Linked DNA regions of Mus musculus: all the other regions are linked to region 3. Evidence: chromatin contacts called from public Hi-C and HiChIP or PLAC-seq data. All regions are on one chromosome and are shown on one strand. The core of a region is the stretch at or near the end of the contact, and the rest is flanking DNA. Distances in the headings are between cores, read along the strand shown.

What was found. HiChIP or PLAC-seq counts read pairs in DNA pulled down with a chosen protein or histone mark. A called contact is a pair of places that touch in the nucleus more often than the background predicts.
Region 1: a RAD21 HiChIP or PLAC-seq map of pro-B cells shows a contact between it and region 3, with 27 times the contacts expected there. The contact joins two enhancer-like sites. A contact is called at or near these places in 9 of 39 promoter capture datasets (the 3T3-L1 cell line, the C10 cell line, the HPC-7 cell line and 6 more), 2 of 15 datasets of contacts at CTCF or cohesin (large pre-B cells and pro-B cells), 5 of 484 Hi-C or Micro-C datasets (the HPC-7 cell line, bone marrow-derived macrophages, cerebral cortex and 2 more), 5 of 115 datasets of contacts at active chromatin or transcription factors (bone marrow-derived macrophages, embryonic basal ganglia, embryonic forebrain and 2 more) and 1 of 9 other capture datasets (embryonic stem cells).
Region 2: a FOXA1 HiChIP or PLAC-seq map of pancreatic cancer cells shows a contact between it and region 3. The contact joins two enhancer-like sites. A contact is called at or near these places in 1 of 15 datasets of contacts at CTCF or cohesin (the NIH/3T3 cell line), 2 of 484 Hi-C or Micro-C datasets (bone marrow-derived macrophages and embryonic fibroblasts), 10 of 115 datasets of contacts at active chromatin or transcription factors (bone marrow-derived macrophages, embryonic basal ganglia, embryonic fibroblasts and 6 more) and 2 of 9 other capture datasets (bone marrow-derived macrophages and embryonic stem cells).
Region 4: a contact with region 3 is called in an H3K27ac HiChIP or PLAC-seq map of acute myeloid leukemia, with 4 times the contacts expected there. The contact joins two enhancer-like sites. A contact is called at or near these places in 2 of 39 promoter capture datasets (the C10 cell line and pre-B cells), 2 of 15 datasets of contacts at CTCF or cohesin (large pre-B cells and pro-B cells), 24 of 484 Hi-C or Micro-C datasets (B cells, the C10 cell line, the HPC-7 cell line and 16 more), 16 of 115 datasets of contacts at active chromatin or transcription factors (the 230-238 cell line, SST interneurons, acute myeloid leukemia and 10 more) and 2 of 9 other capture datasets (embryonic stem cells and liver).
Region 5: a RAD21 HiChIP or PLAC-seq map of pro-B cells shows a contact between it and region 3, with 11 times the contacts expected there. The contact joins two enhancer-like sites. A contact is called at or near these places in 2 of 15 datasets of contacts at CTCF or cohesin (large pre-B cells and pro-B cells), 2 of 484 Hi-C or Micro-C datasets (the AtT-20 cell line and uterus), 6 of 115 datasets of contacts at active chromatin or transcription factors (the 230-238 cell line, the NIH/3T3 cell line, bone marrow-derived macrophages and 3 more) and 1 of 9 other capture datasets (embryonic stem cells).
Region 6: an H3K27ac HiChIP or PLAC-seq map of embryonic fibroblasts shows a contact between it and region 3, with 7 times the contacts expected there. The contact joins two enhancer-like sites. A contact is called at or near these places in 2 of 15 datasets of contacts at CTCF or cohesin (large pre-B cells and pro-B cells), 14 of 484 Hi-C or Micro-C datasets (B cells, the HL-1 cell line, bone marrow-derived macrophages and 10 more) and 8 of 115 datasets of contacts at active chromatin or transcription factors (bone marrow-derived macrophages, embryonic basal ganglia, embryonic fibroblasts and 5 more).
Region 7: a contact with region 3 is called in a Hi-C map of cerebellum, with 2.7 times the contacts expected there. The contact joins two enhancer-like sites. A contact is called at or near these places in 6 of 484 Hi-C or Micro-C datasets (cerebellum, cerebral cortex, cortical neurons and 3 more) and 1 of 115 datasets of contacts at active chromatin or transcription factors (the NIH/3T3 cell line).

The regions. Positions count from the first base shown.
Region 1 is chr1:176,948,736-176,951,533 of GRCm38.p6, forward strand. The region is part of intron 15 of Sdccag8 (serologically defined colon cancer antigen 8); the gene reads left to right. Among named protein-coding and RNA genes, the nearest start is that of Gm15423, 9.1 kb to the left of the region's middle. Within about 2 kb of position 1,541, at least 43 of the 459 cell types and tissues checked have an H3K27ac peak or open chromatin away from gene starts, as enhancers often do. A contact at or near this core is called in cerebral cortex, cortical neurons and pro-B cells, where this site is marked.
Region 2 is chr1:176,831,173-176,834,148 of GRCm38.p6, forward strand. It overlaps Sdccag8 (serologically defined colon cancer antigen 8), which reads left to right. Exons shown (of 18, transcript NM_029756.3): 5 at 1-10. Among named protein-coding and RNA genes, the nearest start is that of Sdccag8, 18 kb to the left of the region's middle. Within about 2 kb of position 1,634, at least 77 of the 459 cell types and tissues checked have an H3K27ac peak or open chromatin away from gene starts, as enhancers often do. A contact at or near this core is called in the NIH/3T3 cell line, bone marrow-derived macrophages, embryonic fibroblasts and 2 more, where this site is marked.
Region 3 is chr1:177,701,083-177,704,027 of GRCm38.p6, forward strand. No RefSeq gene overlaps it. Among named protein-coding and RNA genes, the nearest start is that of 1700016C15Rik, 27 kb to the right of the region's middle. Within about 2 kb of position 1,514, at least 191 of the 459 cell types and tissues checked have an H3K27ac peak or open chromatin away from gene starts, as enhancers often do. A contact at or near this core is called in the HL-1 cell line, the NIH/3T3 cell line, acute myeloid leukemia and 16 more, where this site is marked.
Region 4 is chr1:176,992,973-176,995,912 of GRCm38.p6, forward strand. The region is part of intron 16 of Sdccag8 (serologically defined colon cancer antigen 8); the gene reads left to right. Among named protein-coding and RNA genes, the nearest start is that of Gm15423, 53 kb to the left of the region's middle. Within about 2 kb of position 1,384, at least 147 of the 459 cell types and tissues checked have an H3K27ac peak or open chromatin away from gene starts, as enhancers often do. A contact at or near this core is called in acute myeloid leukemia, brain, cerebellum and 6 more, where this site is marked.
Region 5 is chr1:177,064,508-177,067,303 of GRCm38.p6, forward strand. It overlaps Akt3 (thymoma viral proto-oncogene 3), which reads right to left. Exons shown (of 13, transcript NM_011785.4): 8 at 2,704-2,796. Among named protein-coding and RNA genes, the nearest start is that of Gm15423, 120 kb to the left of the region's middle. Within about 2 kb of position 1,379, at least 22 of the 459 cell types and tissues checked have an H3K27ac peak or open chromatin away from gene starts, as enhancers often do. A contact at or near this core is called in pro-B cells, where this site is marked.
Region 6 is chr1:177,012,925-177,015,794 of GRCm38.p6, forward strand. All of the region lies in intron 17 of Sdccag8 (serologically defined colon cancer antigen 8), which reads left to right. Among named protein-coding and RNA genes, the nearest start is that of Gm15423, 73 kb to the left of the region's middle. Within about 2 kb of position 1,512, at least 111 of the 459 cell types and tissues checked have an H3K27ac peak or open chromatin away from gene starts, as enhancers often do. A contact at or near this core is called in the HL-1 cell line, cerebellum, cerebral cortex and 5 more, where this site is marked.
Region 7 is chr1:178,462,269-178,465,302 of GRCm38.p6, forward strand. All of the region lies in intron 3 of Efcab2 (EF-hand calcium binding domain 2), which reads left to right. Among named protein-coding and RNA genes, the nearest start is that of Gm31289, 40 kb to the right of the region's middle. Within about 2 kb of position 1,648, at least 28 of the 459 cell types and tissues checked have an H3K27ac peak or open chromatin away from gene starts, as enhancers often do. A contact at or near this core is called in cerebellum, where this site is marked.

The sequences.
Region 1 (2,798 bases), core at 291-2,790, 750 kb before region 3:
CAAAGGCCAAGATAACCATTAGCATAATAAAGGATACAAATAAGTCAAGCAGTTCTACAATCTTCTGTTGATATAGGCGATGGCATTTTAGTCTATTTCCAAGTTTTTCAGGAACACACAAAAGCTGTCTTTAAGGCCAGTCATTTGGGACACTGAGGAAGAAAACACGCTTGGTATAATACATTCTTAACTTTCACAGCAGCATACAAAAGTAATTAGGTTTTTTTTACATATGAATAAAAAGCATAATCATTTGAATAGCTTGTGGGTAGGAGAGTTAGCGGCTTGGCCTACGTATTGCTGTTACACAGTGTCTAGAGTCTTTCTTACAGCCATGGTGATATTTATAGTTGCTGTTAAAGAAAGTTCAGGCTTGCTGGATAGAGACACATGCACCTGCAGTGGGGAAGGCAGGAGAATTTCCCGAGCTGAGCCGAGGAGTCCTAGGCCAGCCTCGGCATCAGAACAAGAGTCTGCCTCTTAAAAGAGAAGGAGAGGAGAGGTGAGCATTGCAAAGGCTAGGGAGGGAAAATTAACCTTTAAATTCCTGTAGAAAAGTAGACATTCTTGGGATGTAATTGTTAGACCGAGAGCTAGGGCTAACCTGTAACATGTCTCTGGGCCCTTGCTTTCCGTCTTTAATCTGCCTCCCAGGATACTAGTCTAGTGAACTTGAACCTCCGTACCTCTCAGGCCCGACTGCTACTTTGTAAACGAAACATGCTCCTTCCTATCTGACACATAGATGGCACCCAATGCATATTTATTGAATGAGTGATAAATGAGTGGGAAAACAGGTGTGCTGCTATCCTCCACATGCTGGTCTGACTCCTGGTGCCAGCCTGTTCCTTTGTGGGTGACAAGCACTGTTCAGGAAAGAACTCTTTGGGATTCAGAAGGAACCAGATTAGAATCTTGGTTTGTCAGTCATTTTATTGTACATGTAACCTTGACCATGTTGCCCGGTCTCCTTAAACCTCAGCTTTGTAAAAGTGCCTCTAAAGTCATGTTGCAGAATGGTTATAGGATTTAGAAGTACATTTAATGACAGGAATGAGAAACACAAGTATGCGCTCGTATACACACACACACACACACACACACACACACACCCTTTGACAACCTCAGGGTGTTGGTTGCAGGATTTACACCACACCCAAAGCCACAAATGACAAATGCTCACATTTGTAACATAAAACAATGTAGTAGTTATATAGAACCTGTTCATATTTTCCTACGTATTTCATTTTTTAATTTTATTTCTTATTTTTATGGTGTTAAAAATGAGGCCCAGGACCTAATACTTGCTAGTCTAGTAGCCCAGCACCGAGCAACACCCTAAACCCTCTCCCACATAGTCGAAATTCTCTCTAGGTTACCTATAGTTGCTAATACGATGTAAATCTATGAGATGAGTTATTAAACTGTACTGGGTGGAAGCTAACCACAGGAAAATACTCGTGCTCAGTATAGACCCAGCATTCCATCTGTGGTTGGCTGGGCTGCAGAGGAACCCACAGCTGGGGAAGACAGCTGTGAGCCCCCGGCACAGTGCTTGCTCACCCCACATTAAGGAACAGGGGCTGATCTATCAGCTCATGCAAACTTCACTAACTGGGCAAGATATGAGTAACATTTTCTAATGGGCAAAAGTCTGTGATGAAAATATGTAGGGCTAAACAGAACCCAAAAAAGGTGGCGCTCACAACTTAGTGGGTCAGGCTGTAACACCTGGTTCTGAGTCTGAGGGATTCAAATAGTAACATACAGAATTCTCTTGAGTTCTTCAAAGCTCAGGCCTTCCAAGTAGTGAACATGCCATGAGTTATATGTTTCAAAGTTGTTCTGTGCTTCACAAGATAGCAGTAGAGGCAGTGAGTGGCGGTTAAGGGCTCGTGTTTGTATGCTTTCGTTTCTCCTCAGTCTTGCCTTGTTCCCCCCACCCCCCAGTTCCTAACTTCACCCTCTCCTTTATGCCCATTTGACACTCGATTTGGATATTATCTTCTGATGTGAAACTACCTATACATCCCCAAAGGACCAAAGCATAATGTAATAAGACCTGTGACGTCTGTGTGCTCTGTGCCAAGCTCTTGGGTTAAGTCATTTCTGATGGCCTTTGAGGTTAAAAGTTCTCACTGGGGAAATTCAGGCTCCAGAGTAATTATTTAATCCATGTAGTGGTTTTGGTCCAGGCTATTCTCAAAGTACTATAATAAATCTTTAATAAAAATAAAACATGGGGTTTTTTGGTTGATAATAAAAAGATATTTCCCCCTTTCCTTGCTAAAATTTCTGTAAGCCTTTTTCGTTATTCAGAAGGCCACACTAAACAAATGGATTCAGAGCATTGAAAATGTGCTTTTTCACTTACAGATCTGGGCATTTGACTAGAACCATGAAGAGTCACTAGAGAAGTGCAGTATGGGTTCACCAGGCCCACATAGCCTGCTTCTGCTCAGGCTCCTTCAAGTCTGCTTTCTGAAAATGTATTGTAATTGTATGCGTATGTGTGCATGTGCATGCATGTGTGCATGCGTGTGGTGTGGTGTGTGTGTGTGTGTGTGTGTGTGTGTGTGTGTGTGTGTATTTCTCCCCAAGTAAACTGTACATCGCATTATGACAGTGAAGACTGTGTCTGTCTCGGAAGCCTTCGTAGCCATCAGCCCAGTACTTAGCAGTGTGAATACTCCATACTGTGAAAGTAGTGGTGCTTGAACCCCCGGGGGTTAGGAATGGCATGTCCCATTTTAAAATGAAGACTGACATCCTGGTTCATATCATGCATCTTTTATAGC
Region 2 (2,976 bases), core at 384-2,883, 870 kb before region 3:
GGATGCATCTGTGAGTGGTGTTTATAACCGTAATCTTTTATTTTGAATGTTTCTTCCTACCCTTTTCCCAGCTTTTCAACTTGTTCCAACCTTTTGACAAAATAGTATTTTTTTACGAAGTTCATACTCAAGAACTATGAAGTTGAGTTGTAAAGAAAAAAAACCCCACAAGCTAACTAACTCATGGTACTTTAAATAAGTCAATGATTTGGTGTTGGGCTACATTACACTGAAAGCTGTTCTGGGGTGCATATGTCCCATAATCCATAATTTGGACATACTTGTTCCATTTGGTGAGAATGCCATGCTCAGATTTGCATGGTGCTTTAATAGTTAGACTCAGCTGTGGTGGAGTGGGTCTTCAGGTGACAGAACCTGGGCCTGGAGGTCCCCGGTGTCTTCCATATGGAAGGAGGAACCAGCAAGGAGGGAATGTGTCACATAGGAGGCACTGAGCCAGTCTAGGAATGCTTCAGCATCTCACCCCGATCTGTTGACTTTCTCTGCATTTCTCTTGAGCTCTAACATCTTAGATGAGCAGCACTGTGTGGTAGGAAGAACCCTGGCCTGTGAGTCTGAGAATCAAGATTCTGTTCTGTGTCTGCACCGTTTGTTTGTCCTGGTATTTACTAAGTAGTGTGATCAGCCTTGCTCATAGTAATTAGTTCCTTTAATGGTGATTTGAGAAGCTTTACCCTTGTCAGGGTCTACAATGAGAGTTCCTGGGCTCCATCCCCTGAGAGTCCCCAAGATTTTTCTGGTCTGGTTAGATCCTAGGAATGTGAGCCTCAGGCTGCCTCTTGTCTCTAGTGTCATCGGCCCAGACTTTGAAGAATGGATCAATGCTCTTTAGACTCTCTAGAGACCGTTTAGATTCTGTAGAGTCTAAAGACCCCTGCAAGTTATACAAACTCTACCTTCCATGGGGCAGTTCTGATGTTTGTGGTTGCAGCTTACTTTGTCATAGACTTTGTGGTTTCTAGATGTAGGCATCATTAGTAAATCATATCTATGAAGAATAATATGTGAGAGTCTTGATGATGTAGTTAAGTGTCATCTGATTTTGGTTTTGTAGCTTACTTCCCCTAGACGGACCCAGCATTTCCTTTCTGGTCCTTGAGGTCTGTGTGTGTGTGTGTGTGTGTGTGTGTGTGTGTGTGTGTGTGTGTTGGCTGTTCAGAAGCATCTGGTTGTGTTGACTTTGAAAACTCATCAGTGGGCTGATGATTAGTATTCGGTTTGTTTTCTGTGCTGACATTTACATTTGTGACAAGCTACTTACTCCTTTATATAAAATTATTTTGAAGCTTTATAAGATTACTAATATTGGTGGTTAAACATTCCACCTTAGTGCTTATAATTTTGATGTCAAATTGAAAAAAAAAAGGTATCATCCAATAAAAAGTCCTTGGATATAGCTCCTTAGAAAAATAGTCCTGTGCTGTTCTTGTAAGTATATAATCATGGAGCAGTGAGTCAATTATTCATCGCCTCAATATTTATACAGTGACAAAGAAGTGGGAAGAAGAGGAAGTGAAGTGAGAGAGGAAATCAGGCAGACGAGTGAGTAAGAGGCAGGGGGCATGAGCAGGGAAGGAAGCGATGGTCGCAGCACATCTGCCTTTCAGTCTGAGCAAAGAGGATTTGCCAAAAGGAAACTACAGTCATAATCGTAGACAAGACAAGGTTCTAGGGGCTATGATGTCGATCTTACTCATTCCCGTGTAGTGAAAGGCATGCAAACCCGGGAATAACTGTAGTAGGTGTACTGGCCAGCCCTTTAGCCTCTGTGACATCACTGTTGTTGCACAGTTGTGCTTGCTGCTTGCTTGGGTAGGTAAACAGGTCTTTCTCCAGTGCTTTCTTGATACAGTGTTGAAATTAATATGAATAAAACTTTTTAGCATATCTTAAATGTTGGTGAGTTAGGAATATTATCTTCCTCAAGGAAAAATAGGCTTTTTTAGTGACTCAGATATTCATACTAAATCTCAGCAGTGCTTTAGGTTAATTTGAACTTAGATTTCCTAGTGTCACACTATCCTCTTCTGTAAAAGACTGCAATAATATATAGTAATTACCATTTGTTCTGACTGCATGGGTATGTATCAGGCACTGCATCAAGCCTGTTATTTTCCTTGTATTATTTCAGTTTCACAATAGCCATGCAAGGCAAGTGCTACTATTTGTGTTTAAGAGGAGAAAGTTAAAATATGTAGTAGTTAAGTAACTGACTCTCTGTCACAGAGCTACAAAATGGTGAAGCAAGAACTGGAGCCCAGGCTGTCTTGACCCCCTTGAATGCAGTTACCTAAGCTCATGTTTTGTTCCCTGTTTGTATAAATTAGTAAGAGATGCTTGCATTGAACCAAACCATAATGCCCAGAGGTTTCTCCCAGAAAAGAAAGAACTGTGTTCCTCAATTCTCTCTCTGCACTTGCAGGCAAGCCCCCAAGATTTGAAACTTCTGGGTGGGTTCATTACCTAGATGTTATAGAGGAATGGTAATGGTATTATTAAAACTAAAACTATTCACAGTATGCATCAATCATCTTTTAAAATCATAGTTTAACCCCCATGAAAGTTTCCTGTCAGAAAAGCGTTCTCTGTAGCTAAAAAGTATAATATAAAAAAATATGTTACTTATTAGAGATTTTTGGCACTAACTTAAAGATCTAGGATAGGACTTATAAGTAGAAAGTTTCTGGGTCAGTTTCTGTACTAATATTTCCTACAGTAAGTAAATAAGAAGTTTTCAATGGTTTTAAGGATTTAAAAAATTGGTTAAATACTATTCAAGTTTTCAAAAGTGATCTGTAGAAGACAAGCACTTATTTCTAAAGAATAATAATATTTCTATCAAGGGCCTGCAATCCGTGGTCTGTAGCCAGCTTCTCTAGAGAAATTATTACCTCATCCTGGATTGATTTCAGAAGCAACAGAATATGAGCAGATCTTGTAAGACATAGCCCTACT
Region 3 (2,945 bases), core at 264-2,763:
ACTGGAGGACAAAACACTGGAGTTTGGGTCCCAGAGTCCACCTGTAACCCTAGTGCTCAGGAGGTCGTCGAGACTCACACAACAGAGGTGCTAGGAACCAAACTCTAAGAGCAGCAGGAAACCTTAACTGCTGAGCCACCTCTACAGCTCCTGCTACTTCTTTTATATAGATATAGACAATAAAGCTGTTTTCTATACAGTTACTCAAATAAGGATGTTAAGGTAGCAATAAACCATGCTTAAGGCTGAGAACCTATGACCTTAGTATGACGTTTCTCCTTTCCCAGAGGTTTCCTGAGAATCTCACAAACCAGTAACTTTTGCTAACAGTGAGAGCATCTTCATTTTCCATGCAAGCCTGGGACTCAGGGTGTCACCCTGTCAGCTGTAATCTTGTTCATGTCCTCCAGGAACTCACTACCCACCAAAACTCTGGATATGGCCGTTGTAAAGTAAAACTGAGCTCCATTTATCTATCTATCTATCTATCTATCTATCTATCTATCTATCTATCTATCTATTTACACTCCAGCTTTTATCCCCCCCACCCCCGAGCGCCCTCTTGAGACACTCACATTCCAGTGGGCCATATACTTTCCTCCTCTTATAAACCCCAGCTCGGAGACATATCTGCTCTGCATGAAATCTTTTTTACAGCGAAATCAATAGTACTGCCTCACCTGTGTGCAGAGCTCTGAAAAGAACTCCGGAGGCCTGGCGGCAGGACGTGGTGGCTCACTCCTCAAATCCCAGCCCTCAGGAGGCAGAAGCAGGAGATGACTGTAAATTCAAGGCCCGCCTGGTATACACAGAAAGCTTCAAGTCAGTCAAGGCTCTACAGTGAGGCTCTGTGTGAAAAAGAACACCATGGCTGCTGCAAGCAACAACATAGACATATACATGCCTCCTGTTCCCTAACCACTGATGACATCACCACCTCAGGCCTGTCACACAGGGACCCAAATTTAGACATGAGCTTTGGAGGGGACATCCTTATGTGGGCAGCATCGGAATCATGAGGGCATATGATATACAGTATACAGGGGTGTGACATGAGACAGGACTGAATACCCCAGCTTAGGGATGGAGACAGGGGACCGGCTGCTCATCTTAGCCTACACATTGAGACATTACTCTTAGAAATAGGAAAAAGGGGCAGGGTGAATAAGTAATTGTTGCAAGTAATAAGAAAGCTATTTCCTAATCTTAAAGTGACAAGTGTTAGGCAAGCCCAGTTTTACTAAGGTCTTGAGTTCGTTTGATAGTGAAACTTCCCAAAATGCTAAGGAAGATGGCTACCACATCTTCAGCATGCAGGGGCAGACGACAGCCCAACCGACCCTGTTCCCCCCTTAGTCTGACATCTTGCATGGAGGATAAGACTTTACTAAATCCTCTCCAAGTTCCAAGGGATCCTGTGAGAAGGGGGCTTTCACAGGGTCACACAGAGTTCTATGCTCTGTCCCTGAAGCCATCTAAGAACTGCAATGAGCCACAGTAGCCCCTGTGTGGCAGCCTGGCGTCAGGTCATGATTGAGAGTAAAGTTCTCCTTGCTTCCCTCTGTGGTTTTATACCCTGGGCAATGAACCAAGGGGAGCCCAGGAGCTTCTGCGAGGCGTTGCAGCTCCCACCCGCAGTGGCCCCTCTACAAAGGCCATGTCAGCGACTGATGCCTGCAGGGGCTCCTTCCTCGCCACCACCTCACTTGCTTCCGTTCTTCCCTAAGTCGCTCCATCTCTTCTCTTTCCAACTAGCCTGTCTTCCCACCCTTTGCTGACTCCGAAAAATGTGGGTCTCCACTCGGGCAGCAAACCACAAGAAGCCTCGAGTCTGCCTGGGCACAGAAGAAAGATCTCTTGGAAGAGTCCCTTGAGCACTAGTTTCTCAAATTAACAGGGTGGGAGAGAAACGAATCCGAGCAGCAGTGGCGGCAGAAAATGGGACATTGCTGCCACCTAGAGGCAACCAGCCTCAAATTCAGAAACTCTGGACCAGCCCAAGCTTGCTTGAAAGCCCTCCCTTGGGAGCCAGACAAGTCAGTAATGAAATTTCCAGGACGAGCAGGAGGCATCCCTGTCTCTCATCCAGCCATCGAATCTGTGGCTACAACAGTCTACAACAGACTTGAGAGTCAGTAGCTCTGTAAGGAAAGATGACTCGGAGACAAAGGGATGCATTTGACACAGGGACGAGAGAGAGGAGAGAGAGAGAGAGAGAGAGAGAGAGAGAGAGAGAGAGAGAGAGAGAGAGAGAGAGAGAGAGATTGTCTTGGGATTGTCAGAGCCTGCCCTGCTGGTCTGCACAGGTTTTCCCCTAATGGCCCTGGGATTCACAATACTCCAAGGAGCAAATGAATAGGGAAAATAGAAACCTCTATGAGGATGGCTTTGGCCTTCCTCTGAGTCCCCAGTCACTTCTGCCAGCAGCCGCTAGAGAACAGGATTTAAGTATTCATTGTTGTAATATTACATAATTTGTTTCTCTCTCCTTCCAAAAATGGAGTACGCTGAGCAGTTTTCCCTGAGTCACTGAGTCATGGAAAGTTTACCATTAGTTCTGCTTCCTTCCTAATGACTAACACTTTCTTAAGAAAGTTTTCAAAGATGGATAGATGACTCAGCAGGTGAAGGTGCTTGTGGCACAAGCCTGACTAAGTTCAGTCCCCAGAACCCCCTTAAAGGTGGAAGAATATGACCGCTGGCACACTCTACAGGGCTAAGGAGCAATATGTGTAATACATCTATAAGATTCCAAATGAAAAACACACTGTATTCATGCTATAGATTTCCAAGCCTTCTTGGATAATACCCAGTAAAAGCACAGTACAGCATGCAGATAGAAGATCTCCAGGAGACAGGTGTAAAACCCTACTTTGACACATAGGTGGGTCTTTTTAAACCAGGCCCTTCCTTCAGACTGGGGTTTGATCCCTGCAGACTTGCAG
Region 4 (2,940 bases), core at 134-2,633, 710 kb before region 3:
TCCATGAGACTAGTCCAAAAGAGTGCTAGTAGTCAGCTGTGTTCATCATCATCATGGGAGGAAGAATTTACTTCTTGTTATCTAGTTTGGGTTATTATATTTTCTTTGAGTAGTATCACATCTACTTCATGAATTTCATGGTAAGACATATAGCTTTGATGTAATGTGCCTAAGCCATATTCCTTCACAGCATTAAACATCAGCTCACTAAAAACCACTGCTCTCTGTAACATGCAGCCCTAGGCCGCAAAGACATTTCTAAAGATAGAACCCTCAACCCTGTCCTCAAGGTGGCTCAGCCGGCTGTGGCTGTGTGGCTGTGTGGCTGTGTGTGCAGACACTGTGGCTGTGCGGCTATGCGCATGGATGCTGCGGCTGTGTGCATGGATGCTGCGGCTGTGTGCACGGATGCTGCTGACTTCCTGTCTCAGAGCTCTGCTTCTCAGGCCATTCCTCATGCTTTACATTTCAGTTACAAGAACTTTTTATTCCTGTTGTAGATTGTAAGTAATGGATTTACAGTTTGGTTCCCCTGTCTGCATACTGGTTCTAGCCAGTTGGTGTTACTGCTCTCTGGCCCACAGTATGGGCCCTATGAACAATGCTACCTGCATAAGCAGACCTAGCATCCCTTGTGAGACCTGTGTTGGGCCTTGGAGTTTGGCAACTTCCTACGTATAGATGTTTGCTAAAGACTTTTTTATTGATGTTGTTTCCTTCCCTCCCTCCAAACATGAGTCTCTTCCTCTGTCAAACTGAAATAAGGACCTGTCTCTCGTGGTCTCGGGCGAGGCAAGGGAAGACATGCTTCAGACAGCATGCACAGCACCCAAGGCGTGCCTCTCCCTTCCGGTGTTCTCCGGTGTTCTCCGTTGGCCTCAGCAGGATAGTCACTTCCTTCCTGCCTTTACCACATTCCCACAGACACGAGGAATTGCGTGTGGTTAGCCAACACAAGGTCCAAACCAAATTACACGGAGGTCAGACACTTAGTTTGCTCCTCTTGTGGCACTGAGACAGCCCCACCTGCTGAGTGCCAGGCACCCAGAAACAGAGGCGGTCACTGTGCCCCTCGCCTGCACTTATCAGTACTTTGTTCCTAAGGCTTTCATCATGGCCGTGAATCTGTCCTACGTATCTGTGCAGAAGAAATCTGCCAGTTTCCCTGGTGTCTCTGACCGTGGGCCTGATAGACTATTTTCTCCCCTCTCCCCCACCCTCAACTGTTCACGGTTACAGAGAGCCAGGTTTCAGTCATCAGACAGTTGAATAGACTGTCTCACTGGGGGCCAGATTCCAAGGAGACAGCCCATGGACTCACAGGCCAGGAGAGCCAGGATTGCAACAGTGTCAACAGTCTCTGCTCATCACACCAAAAAAGCCCCTTGTGGAGCTGCCTCATTAGCATACAGCCGCTATGCTAGCTAACAAAGCCAGCTCAGGGTCTGTTCCTCTCAGTGTGTCTGTCTTCCTTGACCGAAAAGAAACTACTCAAGCCAGGGAGGAGGCTCGTTGGTAGAAGACTGCATTGAAAGAATCCCACTAGGCCATTCAGAAGTGGTTTTAAAATAATCAATTTTTTGGGAGACAAGACTCTATGTTTTATTTTTCAAATTTTGTTTTAAAATCATCAATAGGTCAAAAAAAGAAAAAAAAAAAAAGAAAATCGCCATGCCCCACAGTTAAAAATGGTGGAGTCCCAAATAATTCCTGGTCATCCCCTTAAAAGCCTTGTTGTGTCAGAGTGAGTAAGAGGAGCCTCCAGCCAGGCAGGGGCACAGTGAGCCTCCTCTCAGGCTGCCTTCCTAGCCCTCTTTTGTTGGGGGATGGAGGGAAGGAGAAAGGCAGAAACAGATGTGCTGCTAGAAGATCTACAGGCTTCTGCCAACCATATGGCATCTTAAAGAAAGATGGTTGGAGCGTCTGGATTAGCAAAGAGTCGGAATGGGGAGCCATGTGTCGCGTTGGTACAGGCAGTTGTTTGAGCTCTCTCTAAATGGCTTCAGGAGATTGTGTAATGGAACAAATGGTCCTGAGAGCAGGGGAGCAGCCTTGCCGCTGCTGGAGAGGCAATTGGCCCTGGGGCGGCGGCTGCTTTCCTCCCTGCCCGCAGCATCAAGTATTCTTTTAATGTTCTTCGAACTCTGAGAATTGACTAGAACTTTTCAACTATTAATTACAAGGCTGGGTTCTCTGGGCTCTAGGCCCCTGTGAACTCTCCTCTCTGCCCCCAATTTGGTAATTAATTAGTCATGTTGCAGCCCTGCTCCCGTGTGCTGTTCCTCTGTCCTCCGCAGGGCTCCAGGCTCAGTCCTACAGTTCTCAGGGCCTTGACAAATGCCTTTTGCAGGAAGGCTGTCTAACTCCCAGGGGCCTGTGTGTCCATCCTGATCCCAGGAGATAGACAAATCTGTGGAGGCCATAGTGAGCACATGAGAGCATACCCTCCCACTGTTGTAGGTCTTCCAGTCTCTACCAGTGAAGTCACTGCACTGTTAGGCCATACCTGCCATTCCCTGGCTCATCTGAGAGCTCAGATGCTATTTTATAGTTCAGAATAAGCATAAACTGAGCGCTGAGACCTAGGGTACTGGCAGTACATGGCCATCGCAAGGCAAGCATTGTGCTCTGTTGCTGAGAAGAGGACTTTGTACATGCAGTAAAATCGCCAGTGGCTGGAAAAGTTAGTTCATAGCTAACTCTGAGGCTCAGATGTGACAAAAGTTGGCTTATAGAAGGTCGAATGGCTGAGAACAACCAAGGAAGCAGTGGGTTGACCTGAGAGAAGCATTCAGCAAATCTTCATTAACCTTTGAGAGCTCTGAGAGTGACTGGTGAGTCAGCTCCTGGCCTTTCTGAGCCCTGTGGGAACAGAGCATACCGAATATTGATGCCTTGCCTATCATGTCTGACCCCAGCTGGACGCCCTCCCCACACACA
Region 5 (2,796 bases), core at 129-2,628, 640 kb before region 3:
TGGAATTCAGTTCAAGGGGAGGCTCCAAGGCCTGACACTATTTGCTATGGTGTGCTTATAGACAGGAGCCTAGCATGGATGCCCTCTGAGAGGCCCAACAAGCAGCTGAAAGAGTCAGATACAGATACTTACAACCAACCAATGGACTAAAGCCTGGGACCCCTGTGGTTGAATTAGAGAAAAGCTGGAAGAAGCTGAGGAGGGGGGTGATCCCATAGGAAGACCAGCAGTCTCAACTAACCTGGACCGCCTAGATCCCTCAGACACATCTAGACAATTAGACAGCATACACCAGCTGATATAAGGCCCCCAACATATATATATAGCAGAGGACTGCCTAGTCTGGCCTCAGTGAGAGAAGAGACTTGAGGCCCCAGGGAGTGGGGAGGTCTAGTGGGATGGGGACATCCTCTTGGAGACAGGGGTGGGAGAAAAGAGGCATGGGATGAGGAAAAGCCAGAGGGTAGACTGGGAGGTAGGTAACAACTGGACTGTTTAAAAAATAAAAAAAAGAGTGATAGGAACATTTTTAAACAAGCTAGGTACCTGCTTACATAATTAGATAAAAATTAAGAGTTACAAATGGTTTCATATGAATAAGACAGGAATAAGGGGATAATCATGATTTCTTAGATATATATCTAATTTCATATAAAATGGAATTCCATAAAAATTTTAATTACTTGATTTTTTAATAATCAAATTATATTTTAAAAGAACTAGGTATGTGATCAATATGGCAATCATCAAATTTTAACAGGTGAGCATTACCATATGATTTTAATTTTTCCATAAGTACTGATGTTTCAACCCATAGTAAGCAAGCCAACTAGGTTAAAAGTCATACATTTGGTATTTGCATGCAGTATATGTATGAACACATGTTTGTTATGGGGAGACTCCTATTAAGAAGCTGAATTCTACCATTTCAAGGTCTAAGAGTAACCAATCTAAATATAATCACTTGGTTAATTTGTACTTAGTGTACCTGTGAGAACATGTTGAAGCCAGAGACTGACTGATACTGGGATTTCTACCTCAATCACTTCTCCAACCTACTTTATGAGACATCACTGAACTTAAACCTTGCCATTTGGGTTAAACTGCCGGCCAGAAACCCCCCAGGGCCCACTTGTCTTCACTGTGAGTGCTAGATGTACAGACATCTGTGACCACCCTTGGATTTTATGTGTTACTGAAGTCAGAACTCAAGTTCTCTTGCTTGCACAGCAAGCACTTTATCCATAGAGCTAGCTTCCAGTTCTATATTTATATTTTGAGGCAGAGTCTCACTACATTGCCTAGGGCAGCCTCACATCTGTGATTATACTTCAGTGTTCTATAGTGAGAGTTTTGGTTTCTGTAGGAGGAACTTAGCCAAGTAGCCCAGCTGCAATGCACTACTGCTACTTCCTCCCTTAGCCAACCTAGAATCTGCCTGCATGGCCAGAGACCACTGAAGCTGGATCAGGCAATGGAGTGAGCCAATGAGAAAAAGACAGCATCACATCTGGCTACCTGAGAGCCAATGAGATGCTGGGAGTGGGGCAGGCCTACAGAGGTCTACATCCCCTTTCCACTCTATCCTTTCCCTCCTATGTAATGCTGAGTGTTGGAAGAGATCAGGGTGGGATAAGGATTAGGAAGGAGACAGAGATATAAGAACCTAATAAAAAACAAATATGCTGACTGTTTCAAGTGGGTGGGAAGACAGGTGGACTGCCACTTCAAGCTTCCCTATCCTAACCCCAGAACTAGCTGCCTATGTCCTGAGATGGAACTGGGTGTCAGACTTAAACTGGGCAAGTGCCTGTCACTGAGCTGTGTTCCCAGCCCTAGAATTTACATTTTAAAGAAGATGCTATAATAAGAATCTGTTTTTGAAAATATGCCATGATCAGAATCCTTAACAAAGTCAACCTTACTCATGACTGTATCATGAGAATTACGATTTGCTTACAGGATCTCCTGAAGGGAGCAGTAAACTATAGTATATAAACCAAATCTAAACCACTGACTGCTTCTTAAGTAAAGATTTGTAGACATAAGCCACACATATTGGCTTACATAATGACTAGGGCTGCCTTTACCTTTCAATGGCAGAGCAGTATGGTTCCAATAAATACCTCGACAGGCAGAACAGACTAAAGTGTTTATCACGTGGCCTTTCAGGGGATTCTGGCTCTCCTAAGGGGTACTCACAAGAGCTCAGAGATGGCCAGGCTTCTTTTACCAATACAACCAATACTGGGTTCTGACAAACGAAAAACTAAGCAAACTACCAAGTTTATAGATAAATAATTGAGGAAAACGATCCCATCAAAAAGGTAACACTACAATGAAAATAGATATTTTCCTCCCAATAACCTTGTTATTGAAGCTTTTCCATAAACATTTTATAATGTTTGCAAATAATAATGAGCTTGCATTTCTCATATAATAATGACTCCATTTCTATAATTAGGGCATTTACAGAAAAAAAACTACTCTTGGTAAATTTGTGTTACATAGTCAAGAGAACTTTTATATAGCAAAAACCACAATCATTAAAAAGCCACTTACGTATAAGTGAGTGAAATTTCAGACCAACTACAGCAAACAACATTCCTAAGTACTTGTCTCAAAACTGTGTAACTTTGTAATTACTTCGTTTGTCCCTACAGTCTCTGCAAAAAACCAATTTTCATTACTTTTTTTTTTTACCTTGAGATCACGGTACACAATCTTTCCAGAATGTAGATAGTCCAAAGCAGAGACAATTTCTGCACCATAGAAACGTGTGCGGTCCTCAGAGAA
Region 6 (2,870 bases), core at 262-2,761, 690 kb before region 3:
ACCTGCCTTGAACTCTGCCTATTCAGTCCTGTAAATTGCTTCAAGTTCACAGTTGTGAAAGATCCAAACTGGACACTGGGCAGAGGGCTCACACAATGGTAGAAGTATGCACTGGAGGGCTAGAGGGCACAGGTCAGCAGGGTCTGACAATACACTGACCACTATCTGGAATGTGTGTAAAACACCCAGTTGTGGTGGCTCCCGACACTCCAGGCATGTCTGGAAGCAGAACCCAGGCACCTCCATTTATACGCTATTGGGGTAATTTGTAAAGACAGAAAGAACCTCTTAGTTTGGAATTGTAGCCAGAAACAACTCCGTTTGAAAACCTTGGCCAAGGCATCCATGGCTCTCCTGAGCTTCTGTCCTCATCTGCTGCATGAGAATTAAGAGAACTGGGCATGTTAGGGTAGTGGTTTGCTCAGTGGGATCTTAGGAACTTGGTAGCCTGAAGTGCCCCATACTTGAGGTCACTCTCTCCCCTTCCTGAGAAGTTCCCATGGAGCCAGCAGTGACACCACCATCTCTACTGTGCTCAGGGCTCAGTGCAGAGTCCATCTCCTAGAGGAGGAACTGGATTTTGGTCATAACCCAGGTCTGTGGGCAGGTCCAAGGGAGATTTGGTTCATCAAAGTCCAAAGTCACCAGAGCCACCTTTGGTAACTAGGCTATTGTGACATATGATGGACTGGGATCTATGGCATGGTGAGCTTTGCCTTTGGACTAATCACCACCCTTTTTTTATGGCACACACAGATCTTAACATGGAACACGTATTTTTAGAAGCCTTTTCCTGAGTTTTAAAAGCTTGAGAATTTCCAAATTCACTGCACTTAAAAGAATATTGCAGGAAAAAGGTCTTCCTTTGCCAGTGGCAACACAAATGACTTGTCTACCCCTTGCTGTCTGGAGCATCTCTGATGGGGCTTTTTTATATTGAAATTCTACCCTGCGTGTTATTTTAAGATGACCACGGCGAAAGAAATTTGGCAGAGGTAATGGCTCCCTGTTGCAAATGCTGGGAGCAGTTGGAGGTTTTGCAAGCTCTTTGCACAGTCTCTAACCCAGTCCACTCTGGCACAAGTGTTACACTGGTCTCCATGTGCTGGCACTTGGTGGCCTGGGACTAATGTGAATCATTTTTTTGCCCAAAATAAACCTGAATTGTAAACTGATTTTTAAATGTGGAATCCTTGAAGTAAGCAAGTCAAAGTTTGACTGACTGTATGTATCTGGTTGGGGAAGAGGCTCCTCAGCGCTATGGAGGGAAAGGCTGTGCTCTGACCTGTCTCCACCTGGACTTCTGGGCATCTGAGGCTTATAGATGCCTTTGTGTCCAGTGTGGCAGTGGTGTGGCTGAAGGCCTCCATTTTCTCTGCCTGGATGAATTAAGCATAATAGCTTAATTTTGCATGTCAAACTCTGAAAATCTCTGTCTGCTCAGAACGCAAAAGAGAGTGGGTATTTTCTGACCCAGACAGCTGCTTGGGAGCTTAGTCACGTCCTTCAGATTGGCTCTATTTCCTAAGCCCTGGCCTGCTCAGAGAAAGAATGGTGGCCTCCAACAGGAAATGCCTTGTTTCTAAGCCTTGATTATTCTAAATGGCTTCTGTTTAGATTTGAGTCACACACAGTCTCTTGCCCATGAAGGGAACCTGTCCTGGTTGTAAGTGACTATGTACCAATGCCACTTTGGGCTGGAGAGCTTACACAGCTGCCATGTGGTAGGAAAGTGACTATGCAGGGTGCAGGGTAATCCTCCAGCTGGTTTATAGTATGCTCCTTCCTCAGGATTGACTAAAAATGGTGGCTTTCCTAACTTCTTCACTTACACTGGAAGGATGTGGACATGACCGTGCTGTCTTGGTCTTACCCTGGCGGTAGCCCTCTCAGCCTGACTCTGATATGAGAGCTGGACTAGATCCCTGTTCTCTCTCCTTGCCTGACTTGCCAGAGATGCCATAGTGGTAGTGTGGAGGTGGCTTGTGGGTAAGGACCATGGGGCCCAGGGGCAAGGCTTGACTGGGCAAAGCTTGGAGCAGAGTTGGGGTCAGAAGCCTAAACCCAAAGAGTAACATCTGGCCAGGAAGGGTGGGGCCAGCTGGCGAGGAAATTGTGGATTCTGTTCCTGGGGAGGATGGGTCTAGGAGAGGGAAGAGAACAGAAACGCTCTGTCCAGTGGGAGGGCTGTTTCTTCCATCAAGATGGGCTTGAGTTACTTACTGGGTAATGACTCTGGTTTCAGCTGCCTGGCATCCTGCAATAGCTGTCACCCTGAGCAGCCTGCCTGTTCAGTCCTCAGCATTCAGTCTGGGGAGGGATTCCCTTTGAGTCCCTTCTTATGAATCACTCACAGTTTAGAAAACAGAGTCGGAAGCTGCCGTGTCAGTGGTTAATCAGTTGGCCCTATGACTTTTAAGCATTCTTGGCAGAGAATGTACTTTCTAATTTGATTTAAAGTTGTGCAAGGATCGAGCAGCCATATGTGATTATATTCAAGATCATCGACATTATCTCATTACATCCAAGGACTCATTGAATAGAGTTGAAAATAAGCATGAGAGGCAAATCCTAGGGAGGGGTGGAGAGGCCTGCTTGTGAGTAGAAGCACACACAGGATTGAGTCTGGAGATGGGCAGCTCAAGTGAGGGTAGCCCAGACCCACTGGCTGGTGGGGAGTGGAGAGACAAAGTGGGGATCTAGAGATGGTCACTCTTATCTTGTCCTTTCTAGAGCCCAGGGGCTTTGCCTAGCTGACTTCAGGGCCCACACACAGTTAACTACCTGCAAGACAGATGGTGTCTTATGAATGGAACAGAAAATAGACTAAATAAAATAATTTACAAAGCCTCCTCCTGAACCAGGATTTT
Region 7 (3,034 bases), core at 398-2,897, 760 kb after region 3:
GATCTAGTGAACCTCCCTGAAATGGAAACTTAAGCATTCTTTGAGAAGTCAGTTGGATGGTGTTTTGCTGGGACAAACATGTGAGGGAATGTTTAGCTGAAGTGGACACAGGTGAAAGGCTAAGGCAGACTTGTGAAGGAACATTTAGCTGAAGCAGACACATGAGAAAGAGTGTTTTGGTAAAGCAAGCATGTGAAAGGACACGTGATGAAGGATTCTTTGATAATGACGTGCATGTATTGGTCTGCCTTACATTGTATAGTTGAGCTACATTTGTCAGGACTCCATAGAGAGAAATGAGCCAAAAAACTTCTGGTGGTGTGCTGCAGTTTCTTGCTGCTTTTGTGGACTTGGGCTGATTAGCAGAGTGATGTCAGCTGAGACAGACACGCATGCTGAGGTCACGTGATGTTTGGAGGGCATACATAGGACTCGACAGACAGTGATGGAGGCAGAGCTAGGCTTGTTTATAGAACTAGTATGCAATGCTTGTGGATCTCTCATCTTCGAGTGAGATATAGCCAAGAACTTCTGGCATTCCTGCTGGTCCCTCCTGCTGCTGACTTGTGCCAAGGTTGAGGCCTGGCTGTCTCTGCTGTGTAGTGCTACTCTTCTGATTCATGTTTGCTATCCCAACTCTACCGAACTGGACTGCCGATGTATCCCTGAGGTGTTTGCGAGTGGATCAAGCTGCCACTGCTAACTTGTGAACTGAACTGATTTCCAGACAACACAGATGGAAGTTGCTCCAAAGAACCTTTCTAAATAGGTCTATTTTCCCTGTATCCTTTCTTTCCCACTACCTCTGGTGGGTGGTGGGCTAAAATGGAAGTTAAAGCATTTAAAGTAGGTGCTTCAGGGCTGGAGAGATGGCTCAGTGATTAAGAGCACTGACTTCTCTTCCAGAGGTCCTGCGTTCAATTCCCAGCAACCACATAGTGGCTCATAACCATCTCTAAATGGGATCCAATGCCCTCTTCTGGTGTGTCTGAAGACAGCTACAGTGTACTCATATAAATAAAAATAAATAAATCTTTTTTTTTTAAAACTAGGCACTTCAAAAAATTAAAGTTACACTTCCCTGACAAGGAGAGCATCTTGGAGCTGAGCGCTGCTTAGGCTGTTTTCAGCAGCATGTCCCTGATGTCCCTGATGCCCTGAGTGGACAGTATGTTGTTCCTCTACCATCTTCCAAGGGACATAATCTGGCTCATGCATATCTGTCCCAGTCAGTCCATGCTAAGGAGAAAATGGACCTTTCTGTTTCATGTGCTGTTTAGTTATCAGTTATTTATTCCAGGTCCCTGAGAACCACCCTGGTAGCAAGTCTTTCCCACTTGGGTTCCTTGCCAGAGGGGAGGGCCCTGTGTCATGGGAAGCACCTGAGGCAATATTACTTCCCCAGTCTTGTATTTTAGCCCTCTGTTCACCATGACACTTGCCTCCTAGTCACACTAGCTGGTTTCATTTCTCCCTTCAGCATGCACTTACTTTCTTCCCCTGCTAGGCCCAGTGCCTCCCCAGCTGGGTTATGCTGGAGTTTAACTCAATTTCTCAGTCTACCTTGTAGGAGAGATGTGGCAGTTCCCAAGGGGTGCCTGTTGCCCAGGGTGAGTCTTCTGCAGCACGACAGTGCCACCTACTGTTAGAAAGGGATGGGTGCACGCCTAGAGCCTCCAGAGAATTTGCCTAGTCAGCATCATGAAAGGGGCCTGCAGCTTGGTTTCTCTAACATGGCCACATGCCAGGCCTTTGCAGCCAGGACTCTGGCCATAAGAACCTGTTTTGCCAGATGATGTAAATGCCTCTTTAACTGTTGCATTTTCTATTTCAGGGATGCTAAACTGGAGTGCATGTGCCTTTCCACAGCCTGGTTTTGTTGTTGTTGTTGTTGTTTGTTGTTTGTTGTTTGTTTTTGAAGCCTTGGCTAAGGATGGTCTATAAGTTACTTTTCTTCTTGTCGTGACAAAATACCTAACAATAACAGCCTGAGGAAGGACAGGCTCATTTGGTGCACAGTTGGAGTCCATCGTGGAAGGGGATGAAGGTGGCAGGAACATGTGACAGCTGGTCACATTACCCCCAGCCTCCTTGTCCCTTTGATGCCGCCCACCCTTAGGGTGGGTCTTCCTTCTTTGATTAACCCTTTCTGGAAGCACTCTGATAGACACACCCACAGGGGCGTTTCCAAGATGATTTCTAATATTTGGTTATGAGCTGTTAACTGCTGAACTATCACCTGTCTTCCAGTGTGATTCTTAATACAAGCAAGTTGACTTTGATGATTAAGCATCAGTGATGGTTTAATGTTTTTAAAATGTCCTAAAAAATAAAGATATGCATCAAAAATTTTGTATATCCAACAGTACTAAGTTATTTATTACCCCTCTTCATGGAATTATACCACTTCTGTTTAATTGATGTATGACAGAGTCTGCCTTTTACTCTAAGAGGCAAGTGCTTCTTTATAGGCTGCCAGGGAGCCATGTGGCCTTAACATCTAGCAACTGCTTAACAAAACCCCAGTTTCTCCTTCTCCCACAGGCCTCAGTACCACTTGTAAATGCTGCTGCTTTATAACATTGTTCTTCCCTTCTTGTCAGGATGCTGACATGTCGGTTCCTGCAAGAATGATCCTCTCTATAGCATGTTCTCAGTTACCTCTCATAAAAATTTTATCACTGGACTTCCAGAGACAGATAATCTGTGTCCACAGCACTACATCCCACTTTGGCCTATAAAGCAACGAGTCAGCCTTACTTAGAAGGCCATCTCACTGCCCGTATCCTTTATGTCCCTTTGGATGTCATGTGTGGTCCTGTGGATACTCTAAGAAGCTAACACTAAGCTATAGACATTCAAGAGACTTGGTGGGACTGCCAGAGCCAGAGGAGGTGGGAGAATGTCAGCATGCAGTAGAGCTTGTCTGGTGATATTTCTTAGAAACAGAGGTTAAATAGAAAAACATTTTCACAGGAGCCATTTGTGGTGGTTTGAATGAGAATGGCCCAATAGGCTCATTTATTTGAATGTC